5 separate regions of the Mus musculus genome follow, and all the other regions are linked to region 5. A link is a contact called in public HiChIP or PLAC-seq and promoter capture Hi-C data. All regions are on one chromosome and are shown on one strand. The core of a region is the stretch at or near the end of the contact, and the rest is flanking DNA. Distances in the headings are between cores, read along the strand shown.

Region 1 (4,494 bases), core at 796-3,295, 440 kb before region 5:
CTTGTTTTGGTTTCTGCCTCCAGGTTCCTGCCCTGACTTCCCTCAGTGGTGAACTATGATTTGGACCAGCTAGCCCAATCAACCCTTTCCTCTCCAAGTAGTCTGCTTTTTTGCTATGGTAGTTCTCGAAGCAATAGAAAGCAAACTGGGCACACATATTACTATGTACCTACACACATACATACCATTAGCTTCACAGCCTGTGTGTAAAAGAACCACAAGTAAGGGTTTTACAAATGTAAAATTCTGAAGACTTCTGTAACACTAATCTACTTATTTCTCTAGTTTTGGTCAAACCAAAATCTCCAAGGTTCTCACTGTCTCAAACGGCAATGAGTGCCAAGTACAGCTCACACATGTTTTGATAATTCAAGGCCCCAGCAGAATATCAACTGCAACGTTTTATGGTTCCCACCGTCTTCTGCTCTTAAAACTTTTAATACAGGCAGGCAGTGGTGGCGCACACCTTTAATCCCAGCACTCGGGAGGCAGAGGCAGGTGGATTTCTGAGTTCAAGGGCAGTTTGGTCTACAGAGTTCCAGGACAGGAGGGCTACACAGAGAAACCCTGACTCGAAAAAAAACAAAAACAAAAAACAAACAAACAAAAAAACCTTTCAATACTTTTCTGCTAACATTCTTCAGTATGAACCCAATTAGAGTATCTCTAAGCTGTAATGTATTACAATGTTTTATTTTTAAAATTGCTACTTGAGTTCCAAACTTGAGTTTCCTAATACAATATCAACAACAACAGTAATAATAAATAATAAATTATGGCTTGTGATTAGTACGGGAGTTCCAATAATTTCTAAAGTGAGCCTAAACACACTAACACTATTCATCAGTGCAGCCTTCACAACACTAAAAATTATGAAACTGTATCAGTTAACTCGGAAACGTGTTGACTATGCTCACAGCCTACACTATCTAATACTAAGCAAAGATTCAGGGCCAGCCAGATGGCTCAGTGGGTAAGGGTGCTTGTGTGTCTGTCTGCCTGTCTGTCTGATGTGTCTGGGCACCCATGCCATGGTGCCAGTGTGGAGGTCAAAGGACAACCTTGTGGACTGAGTTTTCTCCTTCCACCTTTAGGTTCCAGACACTGAACTCTGCCTTGCCTACTGAGCAGCTCTTCAACCTAATGATACTGATTTCTTTTTTCTTTCCTTCTCTCTGAGACAGGATCTCACTATGGAGACCAGGCTGGCCTCCAATTCACAGATCAGCCTGCCTCTGCCTCTGCCTCCGAGGGATAAGGCTTTATTCCTGACGGGATATGGCCTGACGGGAGCTTATTTCTACCACTTATTTCTTTACTTTTTTTCTGAATCGTTACACTTCATAATCACAAGCTCACATTGACATATTGAGGGCTTATATTCACTCCCGAAGGAAAGGATGGGTTCTAGTAGAATCCATATTTTGCGAAAATGACGTTGGCTTCATCCTATGACTGAATTCTCTCACCTTCAATTCCGGAAGGAATTTCAAAAGTCCTGACACGGCGAGCGGTGCACGCCTTTAATCCCAGCACTTCGGAGGTAGAGGCAGGAGGATTTCTATAGGTTTGAGGTCAGACTGGTCTACCGAGTGCGTTTCAGGACAGCCAGAGATAAATAGTGAGACCCTGTTGCAAAAACATCAAAAATTAAAGGAAAAAAAAATCCCAAAACGCTCACAAGGGGTCCGCAGCAGACACGCCCACCAGGACGCCATGCCACCAGGATGCCAGTTGTCCTACGCCCCCACCTTGCCCCCCAAATCCGTGGAAGGAGCGTGCGCGCGCACACAAACAGCGAAACTGGCTAGGCTGGCGAGCAAGTGATTATTGGCAGCTCGGCAACTGGTCTCGACTCCGAAGGCTGGTGCTGCCGCCACCCCACGTCCACGGAGGGCTCTCTGCACAGAATGTTCCCAGGACATGCATTCCCACCTCAGCCCCGTCGCCAAGCCCTCACCTCAGCGTTACCTGGGCCGGGGTAGGCGAGCAGGAAGAACTAGCAGGTCCGTACCTGGACTCCGCCGGAGCACCGCGTCGGCTTCCGTAGCAGGCGGAACTTCCTGAGTCCCTTAAAGGGAGGGTGCAGCTGCGGCCTGCGGATTCCACTAATGGAATAAAGCCCTCCGACAAAAAAAAAAAAAAAAAAAAAAAAAAAAAAAAGAATCGTGCAGCAGGCCTGAGTGAAACTGAGAGATTTGCTACTAACCTGCTGCTCCAAAGGCCAAGTGAACGCTAAAATATAGAGTCCCTGGAACAGTCACTGCATCGCTTCCGCCAGTTACATTAATAATGTTGAATAATGCCTTCTACAGTGCTAGACAACTGCAGGGCGGTGTTAAACTATTGCCACCTGCGGATCTGGTTTAGTGGAAGCTCTAGCTGGGTAGCAGGGTGCAACCCTCGCTCTCAAGATTGCTCTCTTCTGAGAAAAAGAGATGGATTCAGGTTCGATTACTGTCAGAACTGGGAGAAATCATAACAGACCACCCACATGTGGGATGATTGACCGCATTGGCCAGAGTCAGGCAAGAGGATGGTCAGAAACTTCGAGCCCCTGGGTGTTGCACTTTCAGGCTATTGGGGCCCTGCACCCTTGTTACCAAGCTGTTGACTGTCCCCTACTTTGGCGTTAAGTCCCTGCTTTTCCCCATTCTTCAACAGGGAACTCCTTAGAGAAGCCGCTGAATGTCCCTCATTTACAGACTACGTGTCTATAACATATAATTTATACATCTTGTCTTGTTTAATCCTCACCAAATAACTCAATCAGGGTAATATCTGATTGCAACTATTACTGGTACATCAAAATACCATCCTTTTATTGCAGGTGAGGAACCTGGGTCATCCTTAAATAGCTTTAGAGCCGCATCCAAGTCTCCCTTTCTTCATCAGATCACAGCCTCTGGCCCATGAGCCTTGTATCTGTGACAGGCAAAAGCTGAAGCAATTCTTTATGATCCAAAGGCCAGGGCTGGGCTCTGCATGTCAGCCATTCCTAAGTGAAATGAAGAATTACAGATACTTTTTATTCTGCCAGCATTAGTCCTCCATGGGACGATAGAAGCATAGTTGTGCAAATAAAGTGTGGAGACCACCTCTTGGATAGACAGGTCCATAACAGTTGTAAGTGCTCACATTTGTGATAAAGTTTCCATAAGCACCACAGTTCTAAACACTTAGCCTGTATTGAGTTAGTTTAATCCTCAAGACACCCTCATGATACACTGCCATCACTACCCATTTTTAAAAAGATTTATTTATTCATTATATATAAGTACACTTCAGACACCCCAAAAGAGGGCATCAGATCTCATTACGGATGGTTGTGAACCATCATGTGGTTGCTGGGATTTGAACTCAGGACCTTCGGAAGAACAGTGCTCTTAACCGCTGAGCCATCATCTCTCCAGCCCCATCATTGCCCATTTTATAGATGAGGAGACTGAACATGGAGAAGATACATGACTCGTCCCATCATTACACCCTGATCAGAATCAAGAATGTAAAAAGAAGTCTGGAGGGATAGCTCAGTGGAGGGATGATAGCTCAGTGGAGGGATGATAGCTCAGTGGAGGGATGATAGTTCAGTGGTTAAGAGGGTGTTGCTCTTTCAGAGAGGCTGGATCCTGTTCCCAGCATGCAGAACTGCCTGTAACTCCAGTTCCAAGAACCCCAGTGGCCTCTTACTACCTAAAAGGTGCTTGCACGCACATGGTGTACACACAGAGATATGGGCACACGTATACATACATAAACATAAATAAAAATGATTTTAAGAAGATTTTTAAAGAGAATGAAGGGGACTGGGGAAATAATTCAGTGACAATGACCAAGAACTCTTATAAGCTACAAGGTTTCATTGGGGCTGCCTTACAGGTTCAGAGGTTCAGTCCGTTATCATCATGGCAGGAAGCACGGCAGCCTGCAGGCAAGCATGGCCCTGGAGAAGGAGCTGAGGGTTCTACATCTTGATCTGAAGGCAAACAGGAGACGACAAGCTTCCTGGCCACTAGGACCAGGGTCTTAAAGTCCACACCTACATTGACATACTTCATCCAACAAGGCCACACTTCCAAATAGTGCCACTCCCTGGGCCAAGCATATTCAACCCACCACCCAGACTGTTTGTTTTATGTATTTCTTATGTAAGTGTAGGGCCTAGTACCTGCTAGCACTGAGTTAAATCCCCAACCCCAGAGCAAGAATACTTACTTAGCATGAGCAAGGCCCAGCTTCTACCCTCAGTACTGAAAAATAAGAGGGGGGGGGGGGAGAAAGAGAAAAAGGAAACCTGACCCAGTCTGGTGTTACAACCCTCTACTTGGTTAATGTCCTTCCGCCAAAGCAGTGACTGAGGAAGAGACGCTGCCCCTGAAAACGTGCAGTAAGCTGGATGAAAGGAATGTGTTACACCTAATAGACACCAACGATGCACTTAACAGATGAACAAAGGATTTAGCCTTTGATAAGGTTGTGGTTCAAGAAATTTAA
Region 2 (4,467 bases), core at 646-3,145, 490 kb before region 5:
ATGGTCATAAGCCATCATGTGGTTGCTGGGAATTGAACTTAGGACCTCTGGAAATGTAGTCAGTGCTCTTGACTGCTGAGCCACCTCTCCAGTCCTCTTTTTTCATTTTTTATTTTTGAGAAGAAAACTGGCCTTGAACTTGAGTTCCTCCTTCTTCAACTTTTGAGTAGCTGGAGTTACAGGCCTGGGGCACCAGGCCCAGTGGAACCACTTTTAAATGACACCGGGCACATCTGTGGTCTTGGGCCATCATCATCACCAACCATCTTGAGAATATTTTGCTTTCTAAACAACAAATTGGGCCTCCTCTGGCAGCCTCAGGCTCCTCGATTCTACTCTAATACTGGGACTTGTTTGCCAGGGTACCTGGCACCCATCAGGGGTTGTCAGGTGGGGTCCGAACTTTATAGTTATCCTGCAGGAGAGGACTGGGCGGACTTGTGACACTGATCACAGATTGAAATTGAGATTTAGTTCCTTAAATTCCAGCTCCTGCAGTAGCCCTGTAGCCAGGCAAGAGACCAGGCTAGCCATGGAGAAGGGTGAATACGCGGTGCAGGGGATACACAGCTAGGCAAGCAGTGTAAGCCCAACGATAGTGTTACCATGGAGACTCAGCCCTTAGGACCACCTCTGTGGTTCACTGGGAATGAAATGAGCCTCTCTGGAGTGAGCCAACTTCATAGAAACTTTGCAGTGACCCTTCCTGCCTGCCCGGCACAGGTCACCCCTCTCGAGCCTCTGATGCCTCCTGTCCTGGAGAGTTCTGACTTCAGTGCCACGCCCTGCTGTAGGGACCCATCCTGGGGAGCTACGAGGCACTCCAATAACCTCTGTGGAATTCCTCCTGATGAATGGACACTTCTCCAGTCAGTTCTTCCTCAGAAGAGGGGAACTGTTCAGTCACACTGTTCCTCCCAGAGCCTAAGAAAGGCAGACATTGGTCCTAGATGAGGCCTGTCGCCTGTGCATGAAACAGTTGGAGGCAGTATATTCAGCAGAGTCAGAAGGAGGTGAGGGAGCTGGCCTTGGGCACCTAAAGGAAACTGCTGTTTGGGTTGAAGTTTGACCTCACCAGGTGCCTGGAGAGTAGCAACCCTCGACTGTGTGGCCAAGTGGCTTCACCACGCACCTGGGACCACCCTGTGTAATTGGACGAGTTCGTTACCGTTACCGTTTCCAGACATTTCCAAATGTCATGATGATGTTGTGCATCAAGGGAGCAGAGCTGTAGTGAAGGCTGTGGCTGAGCTAGGGAAGCAGGACTCTGCTACAAGCACTGTGTTTGTTGAATGAATACTTGTAAATGAGACACCATCCATCTGCTGCCATCTACTGAGCACTCACTCTGGGCCAGCCACTCTGCTCTCTCCTACAAAATTCCATTCCCTTTCGACAATTACACACACACACACACACACACACACACACACACACACACACACACAAACTATAAAGGAAAATTTTGATGCCTAGTTGATGTTCTCGTGCCTGCCTGAGCTGTAGGATAGACATGTTAAACCTCAGACTTAAGTGAACTTGCGTTTCCTACAAGGTGATGTAACTATAAACAGACACTTAATACCTCCGTGGACCACTTCCCCTCCCCATTCTCCTACAAATGTCCTGTTTAATGCCTAAGGTGTCAAATGGCTGTGAGCAGGCTATAGTTCTGGGAGGTTCAGGGCATTCCTGGGCCACTCCCACTTCCCACTGGGGCCTGGAAACCTTGTCCCTCCAGGTCAGCACTTCCTTGCAACTTTATCTGTCCTGAGTTCCAGGCCCCTGCCGTATTTGTCCAAATTAGAGTCCGTTTACTTTACAAACCACACTGGAGCTTCGCTGGGCACTCAGCAGCTGCTCCCCTGACGTCCCCAGCAGGGCCCTTGTTTGCAGTCAGCAAACAGACCGCCCTGACCTAGCCACTGTGTCGCTTGGCTGCCCCGGAGGGTGCAGCAGGTAACCGGAAGTGGCTTGCTGAAGTGGCTCTCGCTGCTCCCCCCCACCCCCCCCCCCCCGCCCTCTTGGTTCAGGATCTCTCAAGGGAAACAAGTGAAAAGCAAAACAAGGTGAATCCTGAAACGATTTGTACACAGGAGAAAGTGCAAAGATGTCTACCCGAGGCAAAAGGAAAGATCACGAAAAGGGTGCCCACCCTCTGCCCCACTGTCACTATGGCTGCTTGGTCCTTATTCCACCAGGGCACCCTCTTGTTCCCCGTAGAAATAAGTGGAGCAGACTGCTTTGAACAAGCTTTAGCAGGAGGACTGGTGGGGCTGAATGTCCTGGGTCCCCTTCAAGTGGTTTAAGCTGTGTGCAGCAACCAAGTGTGCTCACATATAGAATAGAGGTAAGGAACGTGTTGGGAGGGCTAATTCAGCTAATGAGCTTAAGGAACTAAGAATTGAGTCTGGCACACTGTCTACTCCCAGTAGCCATTGGCATCTTTGGGTGGTGGAGATCAAGACAGGGTTTCTCTGTGTATCCCTGACTGTCCCGGAACTCCATCTGTAGACCAGGCTGGCCTCGAATTCACAGAAATCCACCCGCCTCTGCCTCCCAAGTGCTGGGATTAAAGCACCACCATTGCCAGCTGCATCGTAAGTAATGACCAGGCTGTGCCTCAATAAAAATACACCAGGCTGACACACCCTAAGTGGAAAACCCTGTGGTCCACCAACCCTGAAGAGATCTAGCATGTGGTTGTGGCCCAATGTATCAGTTGCAGGATAGACTGGGAGCTGAGATCACTGCTATCTGCGCCCCCCACCCCCCACGTCATGAAAGAGCATCAAATTGCATGTCACTAGCCAGGGAGAAGAGCCACATTTAAAACCTGAAGTACCTGTTTCTCCTGAAAGCACCTGCTTTCGCCTCATCAGGAGGAGCCACCCTCAAGCAGACCCCTGTAAGTCGAGAACCATTAGCCTTAGGCTTCCCCTGTTATGGGGCCGGTTTAGTTACGGGTGTGTTACTAGGAATCCTTCCAGACAGGGAGCTGGTGGTTTGGGATGCTTGTCTGTATCCTATTCAGATGTGACATGGAGTCTGACAGGCCCAAACATGCAGCTCCTGATCCAGAGAGGTTGGGCCAGCAACCATACTGGGCCGGTCCTTCCAGCAGATCCCACACATGGTGTCTTCACCCATATGGGAGTGTTTGTAGATTTCAAAATTCTTACATTTGAGCAGATCAAGGGTCCAGCAGCCTGTGTTTAATATTTGGTTCCACCTGCAAAGTCCCCGACAGGCGTTGAGTGTGAAACGGAGCACCCTTAGCCCTCCCCAGCCCTGACATCTAGATGTCAGACAGCAGACACAGCAGGGTGAGTGGCATTCACGGAATAAGGCCTGCCAGGATTATAGACTGCTCCTTAGGCTTGCTTTGTCTACACAGTGGCAGGCTGCATGGTGCTCACCGCTCCTCTCCCTTGGGCACCAAGATGCCTCACCCACTCTGAAGAGTGCTGGAAACCACTGACCTGGTCTTGTGGGTTCTGGCAAGGGAAACCTTAAAACACCCTTCCTTGACCCTCCCCTGTGTCTTCTCTATAAAGGAATGCTAGCAGCAGGAGCCTGTGAGTCAGTGAGCTGTAGGCTTGTTATACCTCAATCTCCAAGCCCATCCCTAGACAGTCTGGTGCCTACAAGTGCCATTTCCTAGAGTCATTAAAGAGAAGGCCACTTTCTACTTGGCTTTCTGGTCTGGTCCGCTCTCGACACACAGAGCACACAGGAGAGAGCCTTGTCTGTGAGTCAACATGTGTCTCAAACCTCCCATTTTATCAGATGGCTCCCAGTTGGCAGACATTTATAGATGCAGCCAATCCCCCGAGGTGCCTTTATGCTCACACGTCACAGGACAAACTAGCACAGCCACACTTAACTTCCCTCAATATCTGGGGCTCAGAGTCCACGGCTCTCCCTGATTTCACACTGGGCTCTTTACTCCGTGGTGAGCAGCAGGTGGCGCTGTGTGGCTATAAATTGCTTTCCCCACCTCTATGGTCACCCCTCTCAGGCTAGGGGATTGATTGTAGGGGATTGGTTTGGGGATTCGTTTCTCAGAGATGTTCAAGTGTCTTGTGTCACCCTTATGTCCAAAACATACTTTCTCACATCAACTCTCCCCCCCTCTCCCCCGGTTTGCTTTGCTTTGGTTTGAGACAGCCAGGGCTACACAGAGAAACCCTGTCTTGGAAAAAAAAAAACAAAAAACAAAAAACAAAAACCAAAAGGGAGGGTATAGGTTTACAGATGGTTGTGAGTACCATGGAGGTGCTGGGAATTGAACCTGGGATCCACTGCAAGAGTAGCCAGTGCTGCTAACCTTTCTCTCTGGCCCCTCTTTTTTTTTTTTTTTTTGAGCTTGGATGACACAGATTTGGAACCCATGGGAACATGTTTCCGGGCAGACACCCTCAAAGAGGTGATGCTAAATCCTGACTTGACCTGACTCTTCCTCAG
Region 3 (4,727 bases), core at 1,657-4,156, 330 kb after region 5:
TAGAGAAAACAAACAAACAGACAAACAAAAAAACAAAATTTCTCCATTTTTAAAAGAAAAATGCCAATTGGGGATCATTTAAAAAGAAACTATATAGCCTATTAAAGACTTTTCAACCAGAAAAAAAAATGCTGCACTAATAATTTTTTTAATAGAAAGCCTAGTTCACAGTTTATCTGCAAGATGATTGATAAGTTGGAAAACAACATGGACCCACAAGGGTCCCAAATAATAACCATTTAAAATATGCAACTTTTGGAAAAGCACAACTGTGTAAGCCTTGGAGAAAAAAATTAGAAATCACTATGTAAAACTATATATTAAAAAATGCATTCTAACCAATTTGGGAATAGGTATTATTATTAATTATTATTTTTGAGAAAGGGATTCCCTGTGTGGTTCAGGCTGACTTTAATTGGCTCCATAGCCAATGTCCACTCTTGGTTAGAACTCACCACCCTTCTGCCTTAGGCCTTGAGTTCTCAGGATACAGACAGGGCACTCACACCTGGCTGCTACTATTTGCATAATTTTTATTTTAACTCAGAGTTACTATTGGGAATACAATACACACACCCCAAGCTCACAATTTAAGTATTTCTAATTAGTTCTACCAAACTCTAAATGTCAGCTGCTTAAAAGTAAGGGAGAACAGGAGAAGGAGAGAGGGAAGGAGGAAATGAGGGGGAAGGGAAAAGAGAGAGAGCGGCGCGTAAGACAGACAGACAGATAGACAGACAGACAGACAGAGCCGGACAGAGACAGAGACAGAGGGGATGAGAGAGATGAGCCAGCGCAAGAGAGCACACTGGTGTGGAGCTAATCAAGGGTGTGGACTTAAACGAGAGTGTGTTGTCTTAAGCCTTGAAGAGGAGACTGAACTTTTATAGAGACACTGGTCTCGATAGCTACAGAGAGGACCGGTAATTATGGTAGTTAGGGCGTTGGTAACTAATAAATATCGAGGCTAGAACACCTGATGGGGCTCAGCGCCTGGCTAGCGGCGCAAAGCGACTTTGTACACTTTCCCTGAACTGCTTCAATCTGCCTCCACTGTTCGAAAACACAGATAAAATTACGCTTAGCCAAAACCAACCACGCTTTAAAATTAAAAAGTAGAGACATGTGTCAAGCAGAAAATCCAATAAAACGCCTGTTCCCCCCACCCTGTAACTTAAGGGTTTGCAGTAATTTTTTAAGCTAGTTTTGTCTTTATATAATAAATCAGTATTTAAACTCTCTAAGCGGTTGCATTTCCGTATAAGCAGCTCTTCGAAAATATTTGTGAAATAGAAAATACAATAACTCGTTTAATATCATTATTTTAGAACCTAACCAGCCACGTCGGATTCTGGCTTTGCCATTTTAGTCCGTTTTAATTATAAACCCCTGTTCATTACTTTGAAACGAAGTACAGTCTTCCCATTTCAAAAGGCTTATTTTTACTGTCTTTTAAAACCTTGCTGCCTTTCTTTCTGGGGCCACTACTATTCTACCTGACTCTTTAGTCTCTATCTTCTTTCCCAACCACGCTGGTTTAAATAAAGACGCTCTGGTATGCGTCTCTGCGCAAAGGGACCTCCCGCCTGCAGACCTGGAGTTAGAGTTCCCGAGGTCCCTCCAGCTTTTTGACCCTTGGATGACGACGGTCTCCACATTAAATGCTCCTAAAATCTGCCGGCCCCTGATCGGTCGCCCCCCCCCCCCCGCCCCGCGCTTTTCATATCCTAGAGAACGCTGATTTAGGAGGTCGCAAACTTCACCTACTACTTAAACCACAGCTTTCAGTCTAAATTGTCAGGTGGTTTTGTTTTTTTGTTTTTTCTTCTAGATTCATAACCTAAAGGTAGGGCTTAAAATTCCAAAACTTGCTGCCGGGTCGCTTTGGGTCACTCACTCACTCCGAGGACCTGGACCGCACACCCGCCCCACACCGCGGAGGCCCCACCCGGGAGACGGCGCTCCGCGAACTGCTGGGAAGAAACCCTGCAGACTGTGCGTTCCCCAGCTTCCTCCGGACGGACCCAAGCGGGTACGGGAGTCAGAGCTGGCCCTTCTCTGGGCTCCATCTGCTCGCCGCGGGCACGGGACCCCTCCCAATTTCGTCCTCCTTTGCTCTGGTGGAGCGAGCTCATCGCTAACGACCCCACCTCTGTCCAGCCCCGGGCAGCCTCTCTGACATCTAGCTTGCTCCAACTAGCCCTTGAGGACTCTGCTGCAGCCTAGGAGCAGGCTCTGGATGCTGAAAGGTCCACCCGTGTGGTGATCTGCACTCCCAGAGTCTAAGGAGTGAGCGCCTACCCGGGAACCCGGTAGGGGACTAGCGGCTCCGGCTACACCCGGCAGGCACTCTGGCTCTGACCCCAGCGTGGAGCTAAGGAGAGTCTAAGCGGTGATGCCAACTTCCAGCGGCGCCCACTTGGGGGGTGGAGGGGAAGACGTGTGTCCCGAGGCGTACCCGCTGCTACAAGTGTCCCCGGCTCCCGCCGGAGCTCGCTTCCCCCGGACCACCCCGTGGCTGCCCATCCCCGCCGAACTCCAACTCATGGTCCCTGGCGCGCCTCACCTGTGAGAAGCAGACACCCGAGCAGCGCGTAAGGCAAGACCGCGGTGTCCCAGCAGCTGACCATGGTGAGCAAGACGCGGCCTGTTGGCCCGGTGCCCGCGCTCTCCGAGGCCGACGGCGCAGCCGCTCGAGCCGGTCCCCTCCTGCTTCTGCTTGGCGCCGCGAGAGCCCTTCTCCGCGCCTGCAGCCGAGGGGGGTGGTGTGGGGGGATCCTCGCCGTCCCGCGTCCGCTAGCCGCTGCGCTTGAGTCCCGGAGCCCGCTCCGAGCAGCAGCCACCACCACTAGCACTACCTCCCGGGAGTGTCCGCCACCGCGCTCCGAGCCTCTCAAGGACCTCGCTGAAGTGCAGCCGAGGGCGGGGGCGATTTATAACCTTTCCCCAGCCCACTTCCTACCCCGGCACCTCCTTCCAGTGACGTCAAGGGGTCCCCCACCCCTCATCCGCCTCCCCACCTACCCTCTTCTTCCTCCCGGAGGGGCGGGGGCCGGCGAGGGCGGGTAGCCCGGGGGCCAGAGCGCGCGTGCGGTGGCGCTAGGCGCGCGGGTCGCCGGACAGGTTCGCAGGTTCAGGGTCCTTGCTCTGTGCTCTGCTGCCCCAGCCCCTCCTGCCCATCGCTCTCAGGAAATCCTTACCCAGCTCCCTCCACCGAGCTTACTCAGCTCTGGTGACCGCCCGAAACTGAGGAGGGGACCGTCTAAGTGCACCGCCCTGCCCCCGGGGCGGGAAGTCTTATCCTAGGGAAGCTGGCCGCGCCTCCCGCGACGGTGTCCCTGGCACCGAGGAACGAGGCGCAGTCGAGCCCTCTCCCGAGCGGTCCCGCCGGTCCCTGACCCCGCCAGACTGTTGCCAGACAGCGAAGGAAGGCGCCAGAGACCCTCCGCTTAAGGCACTTGGACCCGGAGCGTCCGAGGGAACCGGACGCCTTGCCAGGCACCTTCGGAAAGAGCGCGGGGCCGCGCGGGTCCCAAGGGAGGGAGTCTGTGTCTTTTTCGGCTGCATTAATGCACCCGCCCAAGCCATTTCCTCAACCCTCTGCTTCCTAGAAGCAAAACAAGGAATAACATGTTACCTTAAAAAAAAAAAAAAAAAAAAAAAAAAAAGCCAAGGCGTGAGACACGCTCCTGCAACTTGTAAGGGCCAAGAACTTGAACTCTAGGTCTGAAACGCTGGATGGAAAACAAATCTTTTTGGTGGAAGCCGGCTAGCCAAGATGACTGACTCGAATGTTCTTGGAACAAAAAACGGGTGAAATTAACTTGAGACACTAGATCATTTACGATGACACTAATTCCACGTTGTTCCTCAATTATGCATCCATTAACTGGAAGGCTGAAGTCGTCCCGGCCTCCCCGGAGCAGCCCAGTCTTGTCCCTGTAAATACTGCAGGTTTGAAAAATAGCCTCAATAGAACCTGCCAGATACCCGTGATAAAATGGCTCCTAAATGGGACCAGAGGCTTTTCCTGAAGGACTAGACTAAACCTCCGGTAGGGAAGGTTGCGCAACCTGAGTTGCCTCATTCCTAAGAGAGTCTGGGCCACCACCACCCGCAGCTCTACTAGGGCACCGGGAGCCTCTGAGCCAGGGCAAGTGAGATTCCTTTTCTCCTTCATGGTCTAGCAGAAGGGAAAGACCGCTGTGAGCCTAAGCTCACCTGCGGACTTCCCCAGCCAATTCTGATTTCTCTACAAGCTTCCACTAGGGTCAGTATTCCTGCCCTCTGCCTCCGGCGCCTCAAATTGCTCTCCAATCAGGAATCATGCAGGATGGCCCGCACTAGGTAGTTATAATTCTCCCAGCTGAATCTCCGGCCTCAGACGGTCTTGACACACCCACACGGTCAAACTGTCCCTGTCTCCCCTAAGAGCTATCCTAACGCCCACGCATCTTTTAAGAGGTCTGCTCAGCCCCTTTAAGCAATGGCAGGTGTTTGGGCTGGGGAGAGCTTGCCAATTGGAAACCCATCGCCACTGAGGCTGGAGGTGCTGCGCTGAGCAGGCCGACAGAAACCAAGACACACAACGTGAAGGAGGTGTACGATTCTAGAGGGGTATGAAGCCCACCATGAGCACAGAAACACGGGCATGGCTTATTGTAGGGGAAGACCAGCGAGGGGAACTACCAACTTGGGGGAAGTGTTGCATGTACAGTCCCCAAAGG
Region 4 (4,408 bases), core at 591-3,090, 340 kb after region 5:
GAACATTTGTGTAGTTTAAAGTCATCCAGTTTATTGGATTTTTGTCAACAGAATCTTTACTTTTATTTTGAAACAGAGGCTTGCTAAATTGCTAGACTGGCTTTGAATTTATTTTGTAGCCTCTGTAGGCCTTGGATTTACAATCATGTTTTAGCCTCTGGAGTACCTGGATTCACAGGCCTGTAACACCTGACTTTGTTTTGCTGGGCTTCAGTTTTAGGTTGGTAGTTGCTTAGCTGGGTGGTGTAAATGGGGTGACTCCAACCCACATAGACACCAAAAGCAAGCTTTAATGTCAACTGTACCCTCCATGCTGCTCCAGCGACGTGAGAGGTGTGTCAGCCTGCTGGGGGTGACGAGGGTGCTGCTTGCATGTCGGGAGGGAACATGTCATCACTCTTCACTTGGTCTTAGTCAAAAAAAAAAAAAGGAGAGGCAATGCCCTACCAACCTAATGCTGCCCCTCCTCCCTCAAACTAAAGTTGGGTAGGGCCTGGTGGTGCAGGTCTGGGGGATCGGGGAGAGCTGAGGCAGAAGGACTGTGAATTCAAGGCCTGCAGAGCCTACAGAGGTCAAAGGCTAGCCCAGGCAATTTAGCAAGACCTTGTTTCAGAATAAAAGGAAAGAGGGTGTGGATGTAGCTCTGGTAGAGCATTTGCCTGGCATGTTTGAGGTTCAGTCCCTAGTAATGCCCAAATAATGAGGAGGAAGAAGAAGGGGAAGAGGGAGAGGAGGAGGATGGAGAGGAAGAGGAGGAGGGGGAGGAGAAGGGGGAGGAGGGGGAGGGGGAGGAGGGGGAGGGGGGAGGAGGGGGAGGAGGAGGGAGGGGGAACTCCAGTAAAGTTTTTTTAATCTTCCTTTTTAAGTTGACTTTCAGTTTCTTTTCCTTTTTTGTTTCCTTCTCTTTTCTTTCTTTCTTTCTTTCTTTCTTTTCTTTCTTTCTTTCTTTCTTTCTTTCTTCCTCTCTCTCTCTCTCTCTCTCTCTCTCTCTCTCTCTCTCTCTCTCTTTCTTTTTTTCTTTCTTTCTAAAGGGTTTCTCTGGGTAGCACTGCCTGTCCTGGACTTTGATCTGCAGATAGACCAAGATAGCCTCAAACTCAGAGATCTGACTGTCTCTGCTTCCAAGTGCTGTATTAAAGGCATATGCCACCACCTGGCTCAGTTTCCTTCCTTCCTTCCTTCCTTCCTTCCTTCCTTCCTTCCTTCCTTCCTCTCTCTTTCTTCCTTTCTCTCTCTTTCTTCCTTTCTCTCTCTCTCTCTTCCTTTCTCTCTCCTTTCTTTCTTTCTTTCTTTCTTTCTTTCTTTCTTTCTTTCTTTCTGTTTTATCTTTTTTATTTTTAAAAAAAATTATTTATTTTATGTGCATTGGTGTTTTGCCTGCATGCATGTCTGAGTGACGCTGTTAGGTCGTCTAGAACCGAGGTTACAGACGGCTGTGAGCTGCCACATGGATGATTGGTATTGAACACAGGTCCTTTGGAAGAACAGCCAGTGCTTTTAACCACTGAGCCATCTCTCCACTATTTTTTAAGTTAAAAAAGTTATTAATATGACCTGGAGAGATGGCTTGGGGGTTTTGAGCACTAGTTGCTTTTCCAGAGGACCAGAGTTCAATTCCCAGTACCAACATGGCAACTTATAATTATCTGCAACTCCAGTTTCAGGGAATCTGACACCCTCACATGAGCGTGCACACACACACACACACACACACACACACACACACACACACACACACAGGCAAAACACCAATGCACATTTAAAAAGAAGAGTTGGCTGGGTGATGGTAGCAGTACATGCCTTTAATCCCAGCACTTAGGAGTCAGAGGTAGGCAGATGGACAGCCTGGGTTCATACTGAGACTGTCTCCAAAAAAAAAGCTATTAATACAGTAAGTATGCGTGATATGTGTGTGTGGAAATCAGAGAACAACTCTGAAAGAAATTCTCCCCTGCTTTTATGTGAGTTCCAGGGATAGAATTCTGTTCTGCAGCCTTACCTATTGAGCCATCTCTCCAGCCACCGCTGCTTTTTAAGGATCCACAACAGTTCAAGGCCTAAGCATTTAGTTAAGCATTTCCTAGTATTTGCCAAAGAAGCTCCACTCAATATTTCTATGGAATGATTAAAAGTTATACATTTTCATGATCTGCTTTAAAAACAAAACAAAACAACCAAACATGAAGCCCTGCAAGACACCAGGGAAGTTGCGCATCTGAAAAGAGGAAGCCATTAGCCTCCAAGTCATGAGTAACCCAGCAGCTAAGAGCGCACCATCCATCTCAGAGTCTCAGACAAGCTTTCCCTTTTTGCAGGCTGCACGTACTGACTGGGACTCGTCATCATTTCCAAACGAATTCCTCCAAACCCGGTGACACTAGTGACCATCCCCTTCTCTCACATCTTAGGAGTCCTCCTCCAACCCATTTCTTTCTATTTCTAATTGACAAATGAAATCAGTATGTGTTTATGGCAGACTTGGTATTGTGAAATATGTTTCACAATAGGAGACCTGGCTGGCCCCTCGTATCCGGAGCTGGAATATCATTTCTTGGGGCAGAGAGCACTTGCTTCTTACTCTGACTGGATTTTCAGAAGCACAGGAACACACCTTTGCTAAGTGTCCTGACCAGGATGTACAGGACATGCCGAACATCTCTCTCAGCCTGAGCCCCTCCTAACACCTCAGGAATTTTCCTTTCTTCTTCTTTCACACGACGCATTCCTCCATCTGCGTTCACTGTCTCCATCTGCAGAGTTAGAATTTAAAAGAAGTTTAAGTTCTTTGGGTAGGACAAGCCTTGGACGTCGTGGTAACTATTGTTATTATAAATTATTATTATTATTTACCACACTTAGACCATATAGTCCCCAAATTAAGGACGCAAAACCTTTTAGATTTATAATAAGCCTCATAGCACTAGGGAGATGTGGGGCAGTGGACTGTGCCACCAGACAGGGGAACTGGTAAGTTTGCAGCAAAGTTCAGAAGCCTGATAAAACTCATGACTGTGAAGGGTGGAGCTTTGAACTAGCTCCCTGGAGCATGTGATCACAGCACCCCGTTAAGAGGACCATGACAACCAGCCAGGTAGCATAGAGCCTAGAGTTCTCCATGCTAATGAGGCATCTAGATAGGCCCCATAGGCTAAAGCCAATGAGCTTCCCTTCCTGGGCATCCCTTCCTGCAAAAGGGATTTAACCTCTGGTTCACCCTGAGTCAGTCATATGTATCCTCATCCGCTATGAATAAAGCAGTTTGGACAAGCAAGGACTGTCTCTTTCATCAAGGACCGCCGTGGGGGAGGCCTTGGTCATACAGAGCCGTGCCTAAGTACCCCATAGAGGGTTTCTCTTCTAGCCCCTCCACGATCCTGGTATGCACTCTTAGTTAAGCCTGATTCTCACCCCCAACCCACCCCTACCCCAAGTCATCTCAGGACTGTGGGGCTCCTGTTCTCAACTCCTCAAAGTTCCCAGTGGCATCTGGGTGCCCAGGAGTTTAAGAACCACATCTACGTCCCAGTCTCTGCTGCTTCTCACCTGGAGAAACACGGGATGGGACCCTTATCTTAGACTGTGTTCCACCTCCCCTAAGCGTGCATAGGAGGCTGGCACCCCAGTGGCACGGAAGAAACGCAGCTTTAGCACCCCTGCGTTTCACCCCCGAGTGGCATGTAATCAGCGTTCTGACACCCTAGCAAAATGCAGACCCACAGGCAGGTATCAACCCTCTATGCTATCTTGTCATCTTCCCTGTCAATATTCCCAAGATGTCACTTGCCATGTTCTGCTTGGGCCACTCCTACTTCAACAGGCCAGCCCTCATTAACACGAACTCACAATCCACCTACCCCATGGTGCCTTCTTCCTCCTATTCCTCCTTCTCTTCCTCCTCCTTCTCCTCCTCCTCCTCGTCTTGGTCCCTGACTCAGCCCCCAGGTCCTGGACACAAACCCCGGCTTACCTCTCTTATGTCCAGTTACACACTGTAGGCATCTTCATTAGCCAATCACAGATAACTTGGGCGGCAGGGTTTATACAACAAAAGCTGGTATATGTGAGGGTCTGCTCCTCTTGGAGCAACCAGACCTCGGGGTACAGAATTTAGCATCTGAATACAAGCAGCACCAGGCCAATCCCTTATACTCGGAACTGCCACAATAGCTCTGAGTGGTTCTTGCACGCCAACTTCAGCCCAAAACAATTAGGGGAGATTTGCTGTTTAAGGTGCCAGAGAGCCAGGCAGGGTGGTGCACCCTGTAATCCTGTATCTGGTAGGATGAGGCAAGAGAATTATAAAAGTGAGGCTAGCCTGAGCTACATAGTAAGAGTCGATCTAAAATGAACAAACAAGCAAAAAACAAACAAACAAACCTGGGGAAGGAATGGTATAATTCATAGGTTC
Region 5 (4,183 bases), core at 252-2,751:
TCCTACGAAGGAGTTCAGTGCGGTTTGAGCATGGCTGCAAGTCCTACTCTGATTCTGAGTTACTTCCCTAGAACCCTTTAGCCCTTTAGAAAAATCATCTCTGCTATGGGAAAGTCACTAATCTAATCTCATACACAGCCAAAGCTAACCATTTTGCATTAATAGAGCCTGAAAAGAAAAGCACGCCACGCCATGCGTTTGAGATGTCCCTGTGCATCAACTCGCTTAAGAAAGGTACAGCGTTCTCCCCATCCTTTTCCTTTATAGCCTACATTTTTTAATTTTATCATCTTTTTTTTTAAAGTAATTGGAAACCGTTTCTGCTCATTTAATGTTGCAAAATGTTTTCTCTATTTGTCACGGAAGGTTCAAGCCAGAATCCTAAATGTTGGAAATGAAGGGGAAATAGGCCACTGGGCAGACTGAGGCCAAGCCAGGAGTGCCTCAGAAGGCTGCAAAACTAGGGCAGGGCCTGATCTCCCCCCACCCCCACCCCCGACTTCTAGAACTGTCTCCAACTCCAACTCAATCCAACCCCCTTGTCTTCCCAAACAGAAAGCTGACGCGAGACCGATTAGAACTGGGCAGAATGGGGACTTTCCCCCCTATAGTTAGTTACTATTTTCAATCACAGCTATGCTTCTACCCGAACAGGCAACTTGGGAGAGTAGTCCTAGGAGTCCTTGAAAGTGTCACTAGGGTTTAATCCTAAAATAAGAAAAGTATGGAGAGGGGAAGGGTAGCTAGTTTTTAAATTTATAAATCTGTTTTGCATAGTATTTCCAAAGTAACTAGCCACTGAGTGAAGCGAAAATTGGTACAGGTGGGGGTCGTTAGCAGGGATGACCGCTCTAGCAGAGGATGCTCGCAGTTTTCCCATTAGTTTGCTCTGTCAGCCTACATCTCAAAGAGGTGAGAACGCACCGGCTCGAGAATCTATAGTACCCAGAGGTCGGGTCAGGGAGTCTCGGGCCACCTGCGCTGCTGAAGAAGACTCTCAGAGGCTGACGGAGCATCCAAGCCCAAGCCCAGGCGCGGTGGCCTGGGGACTGAGCTGCAGAGGAGCGCTGCGGAGGAGGGTGAGGGCAGGGGTGGGCAAACCAAAGCCAAGTTCACCGCTTGAAAGGGGGGACGTGAAAGAGGGGAGTGATGCGGCGGCGAGGGGAGCGCGCGGTGGGTATGAGGGAGTGATGCGCGCTCGGCCGGGGTGCAGAGGGGGTGAGGGGCCTTACCAAGCAGCAGCAGCCGCCGGTCGCTGCGCTGCGCCAACGCCCGCATGGCCTCCGGAGCGCGCGGTAGCCAGGCCGCCGGCCCAGCCTGTGATGCGGTCCCAGCGGCGCGCCCCGGGCTGCAGGTGGCTCGCTGAAGGATGCGCGTCACTGACCACAGATTCCCTCGGACTGGTGCAGAGCAGAGGGGGAGGAACCTCTCTCCAGAGGCCGCGGCCGCTCGCTGCTAGGCGGGCTGAACTGGCGCAGTGCTGCAGCCGATCCCACGTGCCCGCCGTGGTCCCCAGCCTGCGCTCCTGGCACCGGGACTGCGGCAGGGGAGACTGGGTGCGGTTCGGCTGGGGAAGTTGCCTGGACTCCGTGGTTGAGTCCCCGGACCTCTGCTTTAAACTCCTAAGGGTGAGAAGAGTGGTGACACACAGACCTCCTTCTTCATGCGCGGGGATCTTTGATGTCCCGTGATGGGCACTGAATCGGTGCCATACACTGGTAACCCCGTGAGTTTTATTCCACATCTGGTAGATCTGCATTGTGGACTGATTTTCTTTGTCTCCCTGTCCTTTCTTATAGGATGTCCAAGATTCCCATCCACCTCCGACCCAGAAAAGCAGACGCGGTTTCAAGGTCAATAAATTAGAGAGGTTAAACAGACACCCAAACAAATTAGACCGTGCACCTCAAAGGATGTTTGGAGTTGTCACCTCCTAGTTCTGGCTTTTAGTCTCATAGTGTCTCTAGGTAACAATTATTTCCCGTGCATCAAGCTGAATATTGAAAGCACAGGATAGCAGCCCTGGCTTCCCCATGAAGGAACCCTCCTGAGCCATTTGTCCTCTGTGTCCTAGTTCTCTCCCCATAATGACGTCAGTAATATCGCTCCATCACAGCAGTCCTCCGCTCCTCATTCTTTTCATCGTTTTTCTCTTCAGGCATGACCCCTGAGAGCATACAAGCACACTAACAACACTGTTTCTCCTCCACTCAGTCCACAGCACTATCAGCCTTCCCGCTAGGGGAAACTTCAAAGTGACGTCCTCCGGGCAGCCACTGTGGAAAATGACATGGGCTTGGTGCTTTAGGCATTTTAAGGTCAGGTGCCCGACGCATGGATTCCACTTCTGGAATTGCAACAGGAGCATGAAGAAACATTCCAACATTCCTGCACACCACAGTGAGACTGTCCACTGATCAGCGGCCAGACGGAGAAATATACATATGTAAAGCAGCACATTTCATCTTTAATAGGGAGGGCAATTCCCACACAGCTACCTCTCCAGCCTATTCATGGATCTTTTTTTTTTTTTAATCATCTGATAGCTTTGTGGGGCTAGAGATGTAGCTCACCGGTAGATTGCTAGCTTAGCTCTTGCAAGGCCCGGGGTTATATCATCAGCAAGAAAAAAAGTAAAAGAAAAAGAAGAAGAAAAAGAAAAAGGGAAAGAAAAAGAAACACAGACCCAAAACCTTCCAGGTGTGGAGAGTTCACTCTCCGAGACATGTGGTGCTCAGGCTGCTGAGATGTGTATCTGTGGTTATCGGTTATTCATCTGGAACCAGAAGACAAAGCTTAGGTCCAGCCCATCCCAGGACAGTTCTCAGAGGCCAGCCTTCACTTGGGAGATCACTTCTTCAAACCAGGTTTTTGTTTGCTTAGTTTGCTTTTAGGCTTTCCCCTTTAATAAAATGGAAAGAGAAGACACCAACGCTAAGATCTTCCAGTCCTGGTACATTTGCAATTACAATAATTGACTTAAAAAAATTTCTAGAGCTGGGTTTGTTGCTATACACCCATAATGCCATGAGGCGGAGGCAGGTAGAGCATTAGTCAGCCTGGGCTACATAGCAAGACCCTATCTTAAAAAAAAGGGCCGGGCGTGGTGGCGCACACCTTTAATCCCAGCACTGGGGAGGCAGAGGCAGGCGGATTTCTGAGTTCAAGGCCAGCCTGGTCTACAAAGTGAGCTCCAGGACAGCGAAAGCTATGCAGAGAAACCCTGTCTCGAAAAACCAAAAAAAAAAAAAAAAAAAAAAAAAGGAAAGTGGAAGTAGGGAGATGGCTGAGTCAGTAAAGAGCTTGCCATACAACCATGAGGACCCCAGAACCCAGAGCACTCTTACTACTGAGCTACACCCCCAGCTCCGATAGAATCTCTTATAAGCATCACTATGAATAAAGAAGTCAGTGGCCAATGAGCTGGAGCAGGAAATAGGAGGTGGGACATCTGGGAGAAAAAGAGAGAATTCTGGGAAAGAGTTAGCCACAGGAGATTTGCCCGGAAAGCAGCCACATAGCTGAACTAATATAGAATAAGAGAGATAATTGGGTTATGAGCTAGTTGGAGAACAAGCCAAAGCTTATGGCCTAAGTATGTATTAATAATTACCCTCAGAGTCGTTATTACAGGGAACAAAGTGGTGTGGGAGAAAAAGCCCGAAGTTACAAACTCCCATTTGTTATTGAATCGGGATCTACCCTCGGAGGCCAGAAGGGGGCACTGGATCTCTTGGAACTGGAGTTATAGGCAGTTGGAACTTAACCTGAGCCAAGAAGCAGTAAGTGTTCTTTAAAAAGGAGCCATGTCGCTGGGCAGTGGTGGCACATGCCTTTAATCCCAGCACCTGGGAGTCAGAGGCAGGTGGATTTCTGAGTTCAAGGACAGCCTGGTCTACAGAGTGAGTTCCAGGACAGCCAGAGCTACACAGAGAAACCCTGTCTCGAAAAACAAACAAAAAACAAAAAAAAAGAGGGGGGGGGGGTGGCATGTCTCCATTCAGTCCCTGGAACCAATGTGAAAAAAACCAGGCATGGTGTTGAATACTTGTTTTGTTGTTGTTGTTGTTTATTTAAGATTTTATTTATTTTATGCATATGAGTACAATATTGCTGTCTTCAGACACACCAGGAGAGGGCATCGGATCCCCACTACAGATGGTTGTGAGCCATCATGTGGTTG

Evidence for each region. Promoter capture Hi-C pulls out the DNA fragments that hold promoters and counts their contacts. HiChIP or PLAC-seq counts read pairs in DNA pulled down with a chosen protein or histone mark. Capture Hi-C pulls out chosen DNA fragments and counts their contacts.
Region 1: a promoter capture Hi-C map of liver shows a contact between it and region 5. The contact joins the promoter of Mtif3 here to the promoter of Flt3 in region 5. A contact is called at or near these places in 5 of 39 promoter capture datasets (the 3T3-L1 cell line, the C10 cell line, the HPC-7 cell line and 2 more), 1 of 484 Hi-C or Micro-C datasets (B cells), 1 of 115 datasets of contacts at active chromatin or transcription factors (acute myeloid leukemia) and 2 of 9 other capture datasets (liver and macrophages).
Region 2: a contact with region 5 is called in a promoter capture Hi-C map of embryonic stem cells, with 5 times the contacts expected there. The contact joins the enhancer-like site here to the promoter of Flt3 in region 5. A contact is called at or near these places in 8 of 39 promoter capture datasets (the 3T3-L1 cell line, embryonic stem cells, hippocampal neurons and 3 more), 1 of 484 Hi-C or Micro-C datasets (embryonic stem cells), 4 of 115 datasets of contacts at active chromatin or transcription factors (bone marrow-derived macrophages, craniofacial prominence, pancreatic cancer cells and 1 more) and 1 of 9 other capture datasets (embryonic stem cells).
Region 3: an H3K4me3 HiChIP or PLAC-seq map of embryonic stem cells shows a contact between it and region 5, with 42 read pairs. The contact joins the promoter of Flt1 here to the promoter of Flt3 in region 5. A contact is called at or near these places in 19 of 39 promoter capture datasets (the 3T3-L1 cell line, the C10 cell line, the HPC-7 cell line and 9 more), 2 of 15 datasets of contacts at CTCF or cohesin (large pre-B cells and pro-B cells), 33 of 484 Hi-C or Micro-C datasets (B cells, the Ba/F3 cell line, the G1E-ER4 cell line and 13 more), 7 of 115 datasets of contacts at active chromatin or transcription factors (acute myeloid leukemia, embryonic stem cells, microglia and 1 more) and 1 of 9 other capture datasets (embryonic stem cells).
Region 4: a promoter capture Hi-C map of hematopoietic stem and progenitor cells shows a contact between it and region 5, with 2.4 times the contacts expected there. The contact joins the enhancer-like site here to the promoter of Flt3 in region 5. A contact is called at or near these places in 10 of 39 promoter capture datasets (the 3T3-L1 cell line, the C10 cell line, the HPC-7 cell line and 5 more), 2 of 15 datasets of contacts at CTCF or cohesin (large pre-B cells and pro-B cells), 19 of 484 Hi-C or Micro-C datasets (B cells, the Ba/F3 cell line, the G1E-ER4 cell line and 12 more), 12 of 115 datasets of contacts at active chromatin or transcription factors (the 230-238 cell line, acute myeloid leukemia, bone marrow-derived macrophages and 5 more) and 2 of 9 other capture datasets (adipose tissue and embryonic stem cells).

What each region holds. Positions count from the first base shown.
Region 1 is chr5:146,961,752-146,966,245 of GRCm38.p6, forward strand. Mtif3 (mitochondrial translational initiation factor 3) reads right to left here and starts at 2,046. Exons shown (of 4, transcript NM_001256102.1): 1 at 1,972-2,046.
Region 2 is chr5:146,910,621-146,915,087 of GRCm38.p6, forward strand. No RefSeq gene overlaps it. Among named protein-coding and RNA genes, the nearest start is that of Gm10858, 16 kb to the left of the region's middle. Within about 2 kb of position 1,896, at least 50 of the 459 cell types and tissues checked have an H3K27ac peak or open chromatin away from gene starts, as enhancers often do. A contact at or near this core is called in embryonic stem cells, liver, pancreatic cancer cells and 1 more, where this site is marked.
Region 3 is chr5:147,723,105-147,727,831 of GRCm38.p6, forward strand. It overlaps Flt1 (FMS-like tyrosine kinase 1), which reads right to left and starts at 2,907. Exons shown (of 30, transcript NM_010228.4): 1 at 2,567-2,907. The coding sequence starts at 2,630.
Region 4 is chr5:147,740,406-147,744,813 of GRCm38.p6, forward strand. Gm35541 (a long non-coding RNA gene) reads right to left here. Exons shown (of 4, transcript XR_868712.1): 2 at 4,378-4,408; 3 at 3,968-4,274; 4 at 1,790-2,750. Among named protein-coding and RNA genes, the nearest start is that of Gm35541, 11 kb to the right of the region's middle. Within about 2 kb of position 1,841, at least 29 of the 459 cell types and tissues checked have an H3K27ac peak or open chromatin away from gene starts, as enhancers often do. A contact at or near this core is called in acute myeloid leukemia, bone marrow-derived macrophages, hematopoietic stem and progenitor cells and 1 more, where this site is marked.
Region 5 is chr5:147,398,988-147,403,170 of GRCm38.p6, forward strand. It overlaps Flt3 (FMS-like tyrosine kinase 3), which reads right to left and starts at 1,502. Exons shown (of 24, transcript NM_010229.2): 1 at 1,233-1,502. The coding sequence starts at 1,278. Gm26597 (predicted gene, 26597) reads left to right here and starts at 567. Exons shown (of 2, transcript NR_165432.1): 1 at 567-912; 2 at 1,800-2,932.